Linked DNA regions of Sus scrofa: region 2 is linked to region 1. The links are chromatin contacts, called in public Hi-C maps. All regions are on one chromosome and are shown on one strand. The core of a region is the stretch at or near the end of the contact, and the rest is flanking DNA. Distances in the headings are between cores, read along the strand shown.

Region 1 (7,067 bases), core at 4,521-7,020:
GGCTACGTTCCCACTCGGGCGGAACAGAATACAGGTGGAAAAGTGCATCAGAACTGTGTTTTGGAGTTCCCATGATGGTGCAGCGGAAACAGATCCGACTAGGAACCATGAGGTTGCGGGTTTGATCCCTGGCCTGGCTCAGTGGATTAAGGATCCGGTGTTGCTGTGAGCTATGGTGTAGGCTGGCAGCTGTGGCTCTGATTTGTCCTCTAGCCTGGGAACCTCCATATGCCAAAGGAGCAGCCCTAAAGAGAAAAAAAAAAACTGTGTTCTGAATAGAATAATCCTAAAATAATTACACCTAAAATCTAAAAATACTTTAAAAGCTTTCAGCGAGTTTAGGGGGAAGAATTGGTCATTCTGTACTGGGGCTTATTTCTGGGTTAGCACTGGTTGAATGCAGGTCTTGTGTCTCACCTTTCAACGTGTGGGCCTCTGTTGACTCTGAGCCGCTCATGCTTCTGCAGGTGGGCTCCGTGGTGGCCGTGGGCTGGATCCGCTCGCGGAAGGCCGTGGACTGGCGCCTCTTCCGGAACATCTTCGTGGCTTGGTTCGTGACCGTGCCCGTGGCGGGGCTGTTCAGTGCTGCTATCATGGCCCTCCTCATGTACGGGATCCTCCCGTTCGTGTGAGGGTCTGCGGTGGGTGCCGGGAGGCGTGTGCCCGCCCTCACACACGCACCTCCCGTGCAGGATGTCCCACACCACACTACTGTCACCCAGGCGTGGCGTCACCCTCCAGCTCACTTAACTACTGTACATAACAGTGTGCATTAAATTGGTATCGTGGTGATGTAACATGGTGCGGTTACTTATATATTAAATATATATTGTATACATATGATGATAGGTAGTCTTATTAGTTCAAACGTAGTCCAAATGGGAGTGGAGATACTTGCCTAGAATTCAATAGTCAGCAAATCTCTGTACATACTGGTTTCTGTGGCCGATTTTAAGAACCTTTTAAAAGAAAAGTGTGGATTGGAAAATGGCCTTTTTCCCACTTACTATACGGTAACATAAGTGAGGTGCGGGATGGGCGGTACACATTGGGGACGGTGTGCGTATGTCCGTATGCTCTTGAATATACTGGAACAGGAGTTCACAAGTGCTTTCACTGAAGAATTTGTTCATATACTGTGTATGGATTCTGTAATATACCATAATGGCTTCTGTAAATACTTAAAACTGTAATTTTTTAATGGTGTGCTTCCCTTATACTTTTTTGATCAGAGAATTTTGGAAAGTACCAAAGAAGTGGGGGAATAGTTTGCCAGTATTATATTTTCATATTGTTTGTCTCCCCTTCTCACTGACCCTACCGTTAACCTGGGATGTAGCAAGACCACCATGCTCCCACCTGCCCTGGAGCAGGGTGTGTGGCGAGGCACCAGCCCCCCACCCCATCACGTCCCCCGACCCCCACCACTGCTGCCGCGTGCCAGATCCTGGCCCTGCGTTGTTGTCGGTGTAGAGACTGTACAGGCGCAAGGATGCGTGATCAAGCACTACATGTCAAGTCCAGTTTAGATGTTCGTCCCTCTTCTCCCCTGAAGCCTGAAGAATGGAGCTCCAGCCTCAAACACTGAGGCATGTGCTTGACATTCTAGAAACTCAGGGGTGGGGATGGGTGAACTGTTAGGCAACACACTGGATCTGAGGCCTTTACTGAGCTGAACATCCTGACGCTCTACTGTCGTCTCAATGGATTCTTCTTTTTTGATAGCGGGAGGAAGTATGACTAATGCTAGAGCCTGAAACTATGGAAATGCTGCTAAAATTTTTATATTGACAAACATTTTCTCGGTACTTCATTGTGATTTTTCATTAATCAACCACATTAAATTTATAATAAAAAAATGCCCCTCAAAAGTTTGCCTCCGAAGTCTTTTTCTAAACACCTAAATATAATGCCTTTCTTTGATTTAGAATTTCCACAAAAATAAAAGCTCTACAATTTGTTTGTTTACTTCTATTTTTCAAATGCCTTTTCCCCCTTATTTTACTACTGTTACACATTTGGACAGAAAATACTTGAGTGACAAAAAGCAAAGAATGACCCACACGGCCCGGAGTCCCGAAATCCCTGCTGTTCACGCACACGCTGGCCCTTCGGTGATGAGCTGCCTGCCACGAGGGCTTGTCCCGATGGGACCTTTTAAAGGCACCATCACACTATGTGCTCAGCCTTCCCAGGTCACTCTTAAGTCAGCCAGACTCAGTGGGGTGAGCTGGCGGCCCACACGTCCAGGGCTGAGCATCCGGCAGGAACGCATAATCCATCTCTCCTTGGCTTAAGCAGCCAGAACACAACACAGTGAGAATACAGCTCCTTGGAGCATCCGGAGCTTCAGAAGGAAATTCCTCCAGCCTCTGGGCAGGGGCCATGTGCTCCTTCTCCTGCCAGAGCTGGGAAGGTTAAGAGGGCTGGCCAGGTGTAAAGAAACCTCTCCACAAAGAAATTTGCCCTCTCTGATTTTGAAGATGGCAAACAGTATGACACAGTGCTGGTTTGCAAGCTGTGTCCTAGGGAAAGGGCCACCACCTCAGCCCTGGCAGCCAGGGTGACAGAGGCCTAGGAGGTGAAGTGGGGCAAAGGTCACACTCATTGTGGGCCCTTAACGACTGTCCAGGGTCACTTCAAGACTAAAGACACAGACTGAAGTGAGGGGATGGAGAGTCATTCCATACAAACGGAAACAGATAGAAAGCCAGACAAGGCAGTAATAAAAAAAAGTAATTAATTAATTAATAAAAAAAAAAAGAAAACCAGACAAGGGAATACTTAGACCAGTCAAAACATAGTTTAAAACAGACTCTAGCGGAGTTCCCGTCGTGGTGCAGTGGTTAACGAATCTGACTAGGAACCATGAGGTTGCGGGTTCGATCCCTGCCCTTGCTCAGAGGGTTAACGATCCGGCGTTGCCGTGAGCTGTGGTGTAGGTTGCAGACGCGGCTCGGATCCTGCGTTGCTGTGGCTCTGGTGTAGGCCAGTGGCTACAGCTCCAGTTGGACCCCTAGCCTGGGAACCTCCATATGCCGCAGGAGCTGCCCAAGAAATGGCAAAAAAAAAAAAAGACCAAAAAAAAAAAAAAAACAGACTGTAGCAAAAAAAAAAAAAAGACAAAGAAGGACGTTACATAATAATCAAGGGATTAATCCAAGATCAATCTAAGAAGATAAAACAATTGTAAATATAGGAGTTCCCTTCGTGGCGCAGTGGTTAACGAATCCGACTAGGAACCATGAGGTTGCGGGTTGGGCCCCTGGCCTTGCTCAGTGGGTTAAGGGTCCAGCATTGCCATGAGCTGTGGTGTAGGTTGCAGATGTGGCTCGGATCCCGCATTGCTGTGGCTCTGGTGTAGGCCGGTGGCTATGGCTCCAGTTGGACCCCTAGCCTGGGAATCTCCATTTGCCATGGAAGCAGCCCTAGAAAAGGCAAAAAGACAAAAAACAAACAAACAAAAAAATAATTGTAAATATAGATGTACCCAGCATGGGAGACCTGTATACATAGTGCAACAAATATTAACAGACACAAAGGGAGAAACAGTCGGTCACAATATTAGTGGGGAATTTAACACCTAACTTATATCAATTGACAGATCATCCAGACAGAAAATCAACCGAGAAACTTCAGGCCTGTCTATCCACTGCCCTTTACATAGATATATATACACACACATATACATACATACATATATATACGACATTGTATCCCAAAGTAGCTTAATAACATTTTCAAGTACACATGTAACAATCTCCAGGGTAGACCACAGAGGCCCAAGTCAATCCATGATAAGTTTAGGAAAACTGAAATCACAGTCAAGCATCTTTTCCAATCGCAACACTATGAGATTAGTCAATGATTATGCAATGTGCAGACAGCCATGACAGCTGCCCCCTCCCCACCTCAGTTATCTGATGGGATGACCTCCCTTCCCCTCCCCACGAGGGCAGAGGCGGGGCCCCTCAGAGGGAAGAGGACACTGGTAGACAGTCCTTTGAGTTAATCAGCTTCTTCCTCTAAAAATGCAAACACTCCTCGGACAAGGGACCCTCCTGGGAACCAGGCATCACTCTGCTGTGCAAGAGACAGGGAAGAGGGCCTGGGGACCATCTGCACACCACACAGGCTGCAAAGAGCTCATGCTCTCGGCTCAGGGTTCTTAAACTTCACTCTGCCTTCCCAAAAGGACTGACCCTCTGAGCAAATATGTAAGCACATTTATTCATTTTCAAAATCAGTCCTCCTGGTCGCCTCAGAATGAGCTGCACAATATAAACTGAAAGCAGTTCAGTCCCTCAGAAAATGAAACATAAGATCAATGAGGTGGTTTAAGCACACGGGGTAGGAGAAGGAGCCTTTGGAGACGACACGGTGTTCACTGAGCCTTAGACAAAGCTGTGTCCATTCTGCTTACCCGAGGGAGGCCATCCTTGCCCACTGCCCCCAAGTGCTCCTAGATGATGGCACCAGGGCTAGGACTCCTCGCTGGGAGGCAGCGTGGTGCAAGGGGCCTGGCCCAGGACAGGACTCCATGAGCAAGTCTGTTCACCTTCCTTCTTGGACTGGTCATTACCCACTACCTCACTTTTTAAGGAGAAGTCCCCTCAGGAGAACTGTGCTGAGCACAGAATTAAGTCAGATAATGAAGGAAAGGAACAAAATAAGCCAGTTAGATGAACAAGGTGAAAGAGCTGGAGACTGAGGAAACTGGAGACTAGGTTCTCTGCATGCCTGGTGAGACCTGTAGAATGTGGGGAAATGTAGCCCTGTTCTTGGATTAACTGTCACCTTCTTAATAAATACCTTTGCAGCACATGATCCTTTATTATTGAAAAGACCCTGAAACATATTTCAGGAAAAGGGAAAAAAATCACCTATACTCCGTCATCTCACCACCATCCATTTTGAAACGCTGCTCTTTGAAACCTGGAGCTGGCCAGGTACTGGGGCAACTCAAGCACAGCATGAGAACAAGTTTAGCAGCCAAATGGTAACAGGACTGGAGCAGCCCCAGGATTTTGACAGTGTCTCAGCTTCGTCCCGGTCGGCACTGGTCAGACCATGTCCACAACTGTGGTGTCTAGAAAAGGGACTGTGTCCTGGGCCAGAGAAGGAACGTGAGAGGTGACTAAGACCTTGGAAAGGAAGCCCAGGAAGGAGGTGAGGTTTAATCTGCCTGCTTTTGTTTAGGAAACATAAGGAATTAAATCTGACTTTAAGCCAGTGTTTCGGGCTCAACAAAGGTGATCAGCTGTTGGCTAGAACAGGAACTTGACCAGAGCCAGAGTGATGGGATTTCTGGCTTTGACACTTAGAGGTTAAATCCAACCTGGAATGTAGATTCCAAGCTATGAGTTGGGAGGTGCTGGGGAAGGGAGGGAGGAGCTCAAAGGGAAGGAGATAGACTGACTCAAGGGCAGAAGGCACCAACCCCACAGCTGGGCCATCATCTTCCACTGGCAGCAGCAACAGCAGCACCCAGTGGAGGCAAATGTAATTGCAGCTGTGACCCTATTTGCAGATCCTTTTTAAACTGCAGCAGTGAAGTCACCTCCCAGAATGTTAAGGGTAAACATAATTCAGAGAATCACTAGAAATGTCAGGAGTTATCTGTGCTGCCGTGATGGCCACAGGGAACTAGGAGTGCCTGCCGAAGGACAACTTCAATCCATTCACAAAAATCCCAAATAGGCCTGCTTGCAGGCTGGCTCCATCCATTCATCAGTAAATGTCCACTGTGCACCCATCACATGCCATGTGCTGGTCTGGCCACAGGAGGCAGGAAGACAAAAAGACTGCCGTCCAGGGTGGCTGCTGCCACCATGAGGGTGTTTCCAGAGGGCAGGGCCCTGGGGAAGGGAAGCTTCCCCAAAGAGGCAGAAACTCGGCAGAGACCCCAGCCAGAGCACTGGTGCTGTGGGGAAACAGCGTATCTGCAGGTGCCCGCAGACCAGCTGAGAAGAGGTGTCCATTCACAGGCCACAGACAGGAAAGGTCTGAGGTCAGGAGATCAGCTGTGGGTGTGGTGAGCCATCCAGGAAGGTGGGAGCAGTGGGGGGCAAGGGATGAGAACTATACACTAACTTACACCAACCCTGGGAGGTGTGGACACGTCTCCGAGGTGGACCAGCCAGCTCTCCAGGGGGAGGGAGGGACAGCTAAGCTTAAATGCACACACTATGCACTAACGTCTCTGAGTGACTGGTCTCTCTGCCCTTCTGCTTTCCATTCCCTCCACCCGAGGGAAAGAGAGCATCTGACTGGTATGTTGAGAATGAGCCGGACTTGCTGGAATCACCTCCATAGAGCGCAGGCACACCTTCCCCTCTGTGCCACCCCAGCCAGGCAGTGGGGAGGCCCGGGCGGCCAACACTGCTGCCACTCTCGCCCTGAGCAAAGTGTCAAGTAGCCTTCACAGTGGTTTATTTTTTTATTTTTTTCTGTCTTTCTTTTTAGGGCTGCACCCACGGCATGTTCCCAGGCTAGGGTTCCAATTGGAGCTGTAGCTGCCAGCCTGTGCCAGGGCCACAGCAACACAGGATTGGAGCCGTGTCTACAACCTACACCACAGCCCACAGCAACACCAGATCCTTAACCCACTGAGTGAGGCCAGCGATCGAACCTGCATCCACATAGATGCCAGTCAGGTTCGTTAACCGCTGAGCCACAACTGTAACTCCACTTTCACAGTGGTTTAGAAGAAGCTACCTTGTCCTAACCCACAACTGATTTAAAACCAGAGTGAGTGAGGAGTTCCCTGGTGGCTCAGCTGGTTGAGGATCCGGCATTGTCACTGCTATGGTTGGTTAGATCCCAGGCCTGGGAACTTCCACATGCTGTAGGCGTGGCCAAAAAAACAACAAAGCAGAGTGAGTTAGAACTGGCTATCACCAGACCACCCTTACTCGGAGAAGGACCTTACCCTTCAGTCTGAGGGCAAGCCCTGTGCATGAAAGCTCCACACTAACATGACCATAGGCTTAGAGGACCACCAAGGTGGAGGACAGAACCTGAATATCTCACATGCAAGTGGAGGGCAAAGGGGTGCTGTTTATAAG
Region 2 (6,499 bases), core at 1,079-3,578, 240 kb before region 1:
GGTCTATATGGAAAAGAACCTGAAACAGAAAAGATGTGTGTATATGTGTAACTATATATGTTGTACGGCAGAAATTATATTGTAAATTAACGTTTCAATAAAATTTAAAAAAATGAAAAAAAGGAAAACGCAAATTACCCTCATTGAGATACCATTTCTCACCTAGCCAATTGACAAAAGCCAAAATGTTTGACAATAAATTCTGTTGGCCAAGCTGTGGAGAAAAGGACATTCTTTTTCTGTTTGTTTGTTTTTTGGCCACACCTGCAGCATGCAGAAGTTCCCAGGCTAGGGATCAAACCTATGTCACAGCAGCGACCAGAGCCACAGCTGTGACAATGCTGGATCCTTACATAACCTGCTGAGCCACCAGGGAACGCTGAAATGGAATTCTTATATGTTGCTAGAGAGCATGCAAAATGGTATAATTCCTATGGAGGGGGAACTTGGCAGGATCTGAGAAAATTGCAGGTGGATTTATTCACTGATTTGGCTTTTCTGCTTTTAGGTCTCTGTCCTAAAGAGAGAAGCAAGACTATGAGACGATGCCATGCACCAGGCTATTCATGCAGCACCAACTAAGAAAAGTTTGCAGCAAAGCAACTGTTTGTATCAACTGGGGTATGTTGAATTATGTTTACAAAATGAAGAGGCATCAACTGGGGGAAAAAAAGTTCCATATACTACTACTGCATAGTTATTTCTGGATTATATCAGTAAGTGGAGAAACATAAATATACCATTTAGGAGCCCCCGTTGCGGTTCAGCAGGTTTAGGACCCAACATTGTCTCCATGAGGATTTGGGTTTGCAGTTACGGCTGTGGCAGATGTGGCTCAGATCCGACATTGTTGCTGTGTCTGTGGTGCTGGCCTCAGTTGCAGCTCCAATTCGCTCCCTAGCCTGGGAACTTCCATATGCTGCAGGTATGACTGTAAAAAGAAAAAAGCGTATAAATACATGTATGATTTATATGATAAAGGGAAGGGATGGGAATATACACATACATACATATATATTCTTTTTATAAATATATCTAAACTTGTATTTTAAAAATGGAAACCATAAAGAGAAGGAAAAAAGTTTACTGATAGGGAGAGAAAGAGCATAGGGTTGAGAGAAGAGGGATGGAAGCTAGATTTCTCTGACTCGTCTGATAGATTTGATTCTGAAACCAGGTAAATATTTTGAATAGTTGTAAAGCAAAATTAAATTTAAAAAGGAAAAGAGAACTATGTAAACATTGAAAGCCACGAAGCAAATGAATCTAATTGTAGAGTGAGTTGGTGGCATAAGGCACAGAGGTGAGCTATTTCAAGGGACTTTAAATCACTGTAATTTGGAGTTCCCATCATGGCACAGCAGAAATGAATCTGACTAGGAACCATAAGGTTGCAAGTTTGATCCCTGACCTCGCTCAGCAGGTCAAGGATCCGCCATTGCTGTGAGCTGTGGTGTAGGTCACAGACAAGGCTCGGATCTGGTGTTGCTGTGGCTGCAGTGTAGGCTGGCGGCTACAGCTCCAATTAGACCCCTAGCTGGGGAACCTCCATATGCTGCAGGTGCGGCCCTAAAAAGACAAAAAGACAAAAAATAAAACTACAAAACTAAATCACTGTAATTTGCCTGTACATCACTAATCAGATAGATCCTGAGGTTAAAGAGAAGTACCCCCCCAAAAAATCACATCCCCAAATCTGCGTTTGGTAATCCTATTATCGATAATGGTGTTGCTGTTATTATTTTGAGATGGTTGTCAGTGGATTACAAGATGAAGCAAATTGTTCCAGACTCAGGTTGTTCCACTTGCCACTTGAAAGCCAATACTGTAACGACAGGTGTTGGAAGGAAATGAAAGTTTGCTTTATGTAGGAGGCTGGCAACCTGGGTAGAAGGCAGACTCATGTCCAAGAACCAGCTCCAAAGATTCTGCTTGACCATGAAGGTTATTAAAGGGAGAAAGGGGGGCGTTCCCCCTGTGGCGAAGTGGAAATGAATTTGACAATACCCATGAGGATGCGGTTCATCCCTGGCCTCACTCATTGGGTCAGGGATCCGACATTGCAGTGAGCTGTGGTGTAGGTAGCAGGTGCGCCTCCAATCCTGCGTTGCTGTGGCTGTGCTGCAGCTGTAGCTCTGATTCAACCCCTAGCCTGGGACCTTCCATAAGCCCCAGATGCTGCCCTAAAAAGCAAAAGCAAGGAAAAAAAAAAAGGTGAGAAAGGGGAAGTTAATTGCAGTTCATCATTTGGGGGGGGAGGTGAGAGTATTCATTATCTTCCGCCTTGAGCAGACTTTCTTCTGATTGGTTGGTGATAAGGTAACTGGGCACGGTTCTGGCCGGAAGTTACTTACCATCCTCCACTTGGGTGGAGTCCTTAGTTCCTACAGAAGAACTTAAAGGTATTATTGTTACTATATCCCTTGAGGGGAAACCAGGACCTGCCCCAAGGCTCCACTGTTGTTTCTTGTTTCACTATTACTCCTCCTTTCGTTTCTGCATCCCCTCCCTTCCCTGATGAATAACTGTGTGACCCTGCCCTTTGGAACTCAGGGAAGGTCCTGGAGGCTGAGGGAAGCCTCTTTTCTGCAAACAAGAAACGGGAAACATGGACAGAATTTATGCCTGGGAGGACCCTATAGGGTCCTGCTTGGTTTCAAAACCAGTAATTAGACTGGTGTCACTGAGAATCAGAATCGGGGCATGGGAAAAAAGAAGATACAGGTGTAACATTGACAAAGTTAAGAACAAAAACCAATGGAGATCTGATTTTAATTCAGATGCATAAATACAAATTCAAGATGTAGTATCATTCCACAAAGAGTTGATAGGGTCGGAATAGTTGTAGACGTCACAGTAGGGGACCAGAGCTTGAGAGGGAAAGATAGGGGACTTTGGGAGATCATTGTAAGTTAATAATCATTCAAGAAAGCCATCAGAAGGAAGCAGGCTTGCTTAATTATAAAACCACAAGTATTAAGTGAAAGATAAAAAAAGGTCTGCATTCAAGTTCAGCAAGATATCGACTCTTAGGACCAAAGGCAGGAGGCTAAGGGAAAGATCATGTTCCCAAGTAGGAGACCCTCATTGTACTTTGGAAACCTGAGACGATTCAACATATTTGAGCAGATGATGGTACCACCCTTCTGCTGATTTGAATGAGCACCCTGGGTCAAATACTTCCTTACCAGACACGAAGGAGGAGCTAAAGATGTAAGCCTGACAGCTACTCAAAGAAAGAGGAAGAGGTGGTCTTTTCCCACCTCCATGCCCCTTGGATTATAAAAATGTAGCCCACCTAATCCTCAGGGCAGAGCCTCCTTGCCTGCCCACGTGCATTCCTCACAAGCATCTTATCTTTTTTTTTTTTTTTTTTTGAGTTTTTGCCTTTTCTAGGGCCACTCCCACGGCATATGGAAGTTCACAGGCTAGGGGTTGAATCAGAGCTGTAGCCACCGGCCTACACCAGAGCCACAGCAACGCGGGAGCCAAGCCGCATCTGCAACCTACACCGCAGCTCACGGCAATGCCGGATCCTTAACCCACAGAGCAAGGCCAGGGATTGAACCCGCAACCTCATGGTTCCTAATCGGATTTGTTAACCACTGAGCCACAATGGAAACTCCACAAGCATCTTATCTTAATAAATCTATCTCTTGCCTATCACTTTGTCTCTTGCTGAATTCCTTCTGTGCTAAAGCACAAAGAACTTGAACCTCAGTAAGTCCAGACAACAGGTAAGTGATTCTAATTTTAAAACTGTGGGTTCAAGTCCCAATCTGAGTTCTGGCTACATTCAAGTCATAAATATTGGCAGTTTCACAGTGAACACTGATTGTGAACACCAGATTGTGACATCTAAAGAACATTTCCTGCTGAAAGGGACTAGGAAGAGAGTTCATTGACCTGGACTTTCCTGATCAAATGGTAACATATTGTATTCCTGAGCAAACAGTTGATGAGAGAAACTCTCTCCCCCTCTCTCTGTCTCTCTGTCTCTCTCTCATTTTTCTTTTTCCTTTGTAGGGTTGCACCTGTAGCATAAGGAAGTTCCTGGGCCAGGGGTTGAATTGGAGCTGCCGTTGCCAGCCTACCGCAGCGACAGCAACACCAGATCAGAGCCACAGCTGCAAACTATGCTGCAGCTTGTGGCAAGGCCAGATCTTAACCCACTGAGCGAGGCCAGGGATCGAATCTGCCTCCTCACGGAGACTCCGTCGGGTCCTTAACCCAGTGAGCCACAACAGGAGCTCTTGGCAAGCTTCTCTTTAAAGAAGTAGTCTAGCTAATAAATGAAGAAGAAATGACGAGGTTCATAATTTGGCAATGATACTGGAAAGATGATACCGGCATCCGGGATCTTGTTCACGGCAGTGGAAGAATGAACCCTGTGAACACACAGGCAGCAAGCAAGCCAAGTTTTTATTAAAGGAACGCAGCCACTGGGTCACTGGGAGTGGGGGAGGGGAGCCCCCTTTCTCTATAGTCCTATAGGGGTTTTTATCTCTTAAAAGTGGGGAGGGGCACCAAAGTGGGGTCCAGAAAGATGTGGCTTTCTCCCATTGGCCTTATTCAGTTACCTATATCAGTCCTTGTCCAATAGGGCTTTTTGGGGTTGGAGATGTCCTGAAAGATTTATTTTATTTTATTTTTTTGTCCTTTCCTTTTACCATTCCTCTCATTCCTCTTTCATCAGTTGAGGAGTGGGCTAGAAATTCACATTTTCTATAGTATACGAGGTCTGTGGGGAATGTGCATTGCTTATAATAAAACAAGTCCTGTGGGGATGTTACTCCCTGGAGCCCTTAAGCCACAAATGTTAATCAACGGCCATATCAAAGACTGCCTCGAAGCCCAGGCTCCTACACTGACCCCTGAGTTAGTATTCGGCCTCCGCAACAGCTAATTAATGGTTTTAGGCAATGATCACCTACAACTGCCGATGTCACGACCACGTGTGCCTCCTTGTGTAAACGTCCACCTGAATCTGAACAAGCCTTAGATTTAACCCCAATTTAAAGGACATACAGAAGACAGAGGACTGTGTCAATCTACCCCTTAGGGAGATGATCAATTCAAACAAATTGTAAAACAACCAAGGACTGTGGGGGAGAGAAAAATACCTTTCCTCTACATTTCTTTCTTTCTTTCTTTTTTTTTTTTAAGGGCCGTATCTGCAGCATATGGGGGTTCCCAGGCTAGGGGTCTAATCAGAGCTACAGCTGCTGGCCTACACCACAGCCACAGCAACGCCAGATCCGAGTCTGTGACCACAACTCACAGCAAAACCGGATCCTTAACCCACTGAGCGAGGCCAAGGATTGATCCTGCAACCTCATGGTTCCTAGTTGGAGTCATTTCTACTGCAGCACAACGGGAACTCCTCCTCTGCACTTCTTATGGTCTAAAAATTAGATTAACATGGGACAGATTAATGGAAGTAAATCAAATATAATTATGTATGTATGGAGGTTCCAAAAGACTATGGGTCCCCAGGATAAGTCAGGCCTTTGAGCTGGGCAGTTCGTCAGCTGAGAGGAGAAGGAGGGGGAGGGGCTTGCCTTCAAAAGGAAGGAAGGCAAAGTGCAGGAGGAAGAGCAAAGGTGCAATGAAAAGTGTTTGTGGATGATGCAGGGACGATGGAACACAGAGGAGACTTTGCTCAAGCAGGCTTTCTTTCTAAGTTTCCCCCAGACTACCACACCTTGCTCACATTGTGATTTGGGGTTTTTTTTGGTTTTTTGCTTTTTCTAGGGCTGTTCCCGAGGCACATGGAGGTTCCCAGGTCAGGGATCTAATTGGATCCGTAGCCACTGGCCTACGCCAGAGCCACAGCAACGTGGGATCCGAGCTGCGTCTGCGACCTACACGACAACTCACGGCAATGCCGGATCCTCAGCCCACTGAGCAAGTCCAGGGATCAAACCTGCAACCTCAGGGTTCCTACTCGGATTCATTAACCACTGGCCACGATGGTGTCGGGGTGGGCTATGGGGTCGCGGATAGGTCGGATGTCGGGTGTAGACCACCTGGCCGCCCACCAACCGGGACGAACTGACCCGTGATTTTTGTTTTTTGCCTATGGTGATGTTTCTTTCTAGAACAGGCCCTATATCTGAATTCTTTTAGGCAGTTAAGGCGAGAAGATAAAAGCACTTCCTGAGCATCTTACCTTGCTCCTTATCTCAATTAGCCTCCAAGTCATTCTCAAGCCCAAGAGACACATTTTGAGGGGGGCTAAGGTTGTCCCTTATAGGACGATCAGGAAAAAGTGAATGCTGCTTAGATATTTAATGATTTTCTTTTTTAAAGTGATAGTGTTGCTAAAACTCCGTGAAGGAGGGAAAAAAAACAACTTTATTGCTTTGCCAGGCAAAGGAGGGTCACAGCAGGCTAATGCCCTAAAGACCATGCCCCCCTTTGGGGGAGAATAGGAGGTGGTTTGATAGTTTGGGAGTGACAAATAGGGCCACAGCTGAGGATTAGGGTAGATGCATGC

The links. A called contact is a pair of places that touch in the nucleus more often than the background predicts.
Region 2: a contact with region 1 is called in a Hi-C map of omental adipose tissue, with 2.7 times the contacts expected there. The contact joins two enhancer-like sites. A contact is called at or near these places in 2 of 5 promoter capture datasets (fetal liver and liver), 30 of 47 Hi-C or Micro-C datasets (adipocytes, adipose tissue, alveolar macrophages and 18 more) and 2 of 2 datasets of contacts at active chromatin or transcription factors (alveolar macrophages and skeletal muscle).

What each region holds. Positions count from the first base shown.
Region 1 is chr17:11,430,239-11,437,305 of Sscrofa11.1, reverse strand. It overlaps SLC20A2 (sodium-dependent phosphate transporter 2), which reads left to right. Exons shown (of 12, transcript XM_021078067.1): 12 at 468-1,871. The coding sequence ends at 632. LOC110257462 (a long non-coding RNA gene) reads right to left here and starts at 543. Exons shown (of 2, transcript XR_002340080.1): 1 at 418-543. Within about 2 kb of position 5,770, at least 20 of the 83 cell types and tissues checked have an H3K27ac peak or open chromatin away from gene starts, as enhancers often do.
Region 2 is chr17:11,662,595-11,669,093 of Sscrofa11.1, reverse strand. No RefSeq gene overlaps it. Among named protein-coding and RNA genes, the nearest start is that of CHRNB3, 22 kb to the left of the region's middle. Within about 2 kb of position 2,328, at least 8 of the 83 cell types and tissues checked have an H3K27ac peak or open chromatin away from gene starts, as enhancers often do.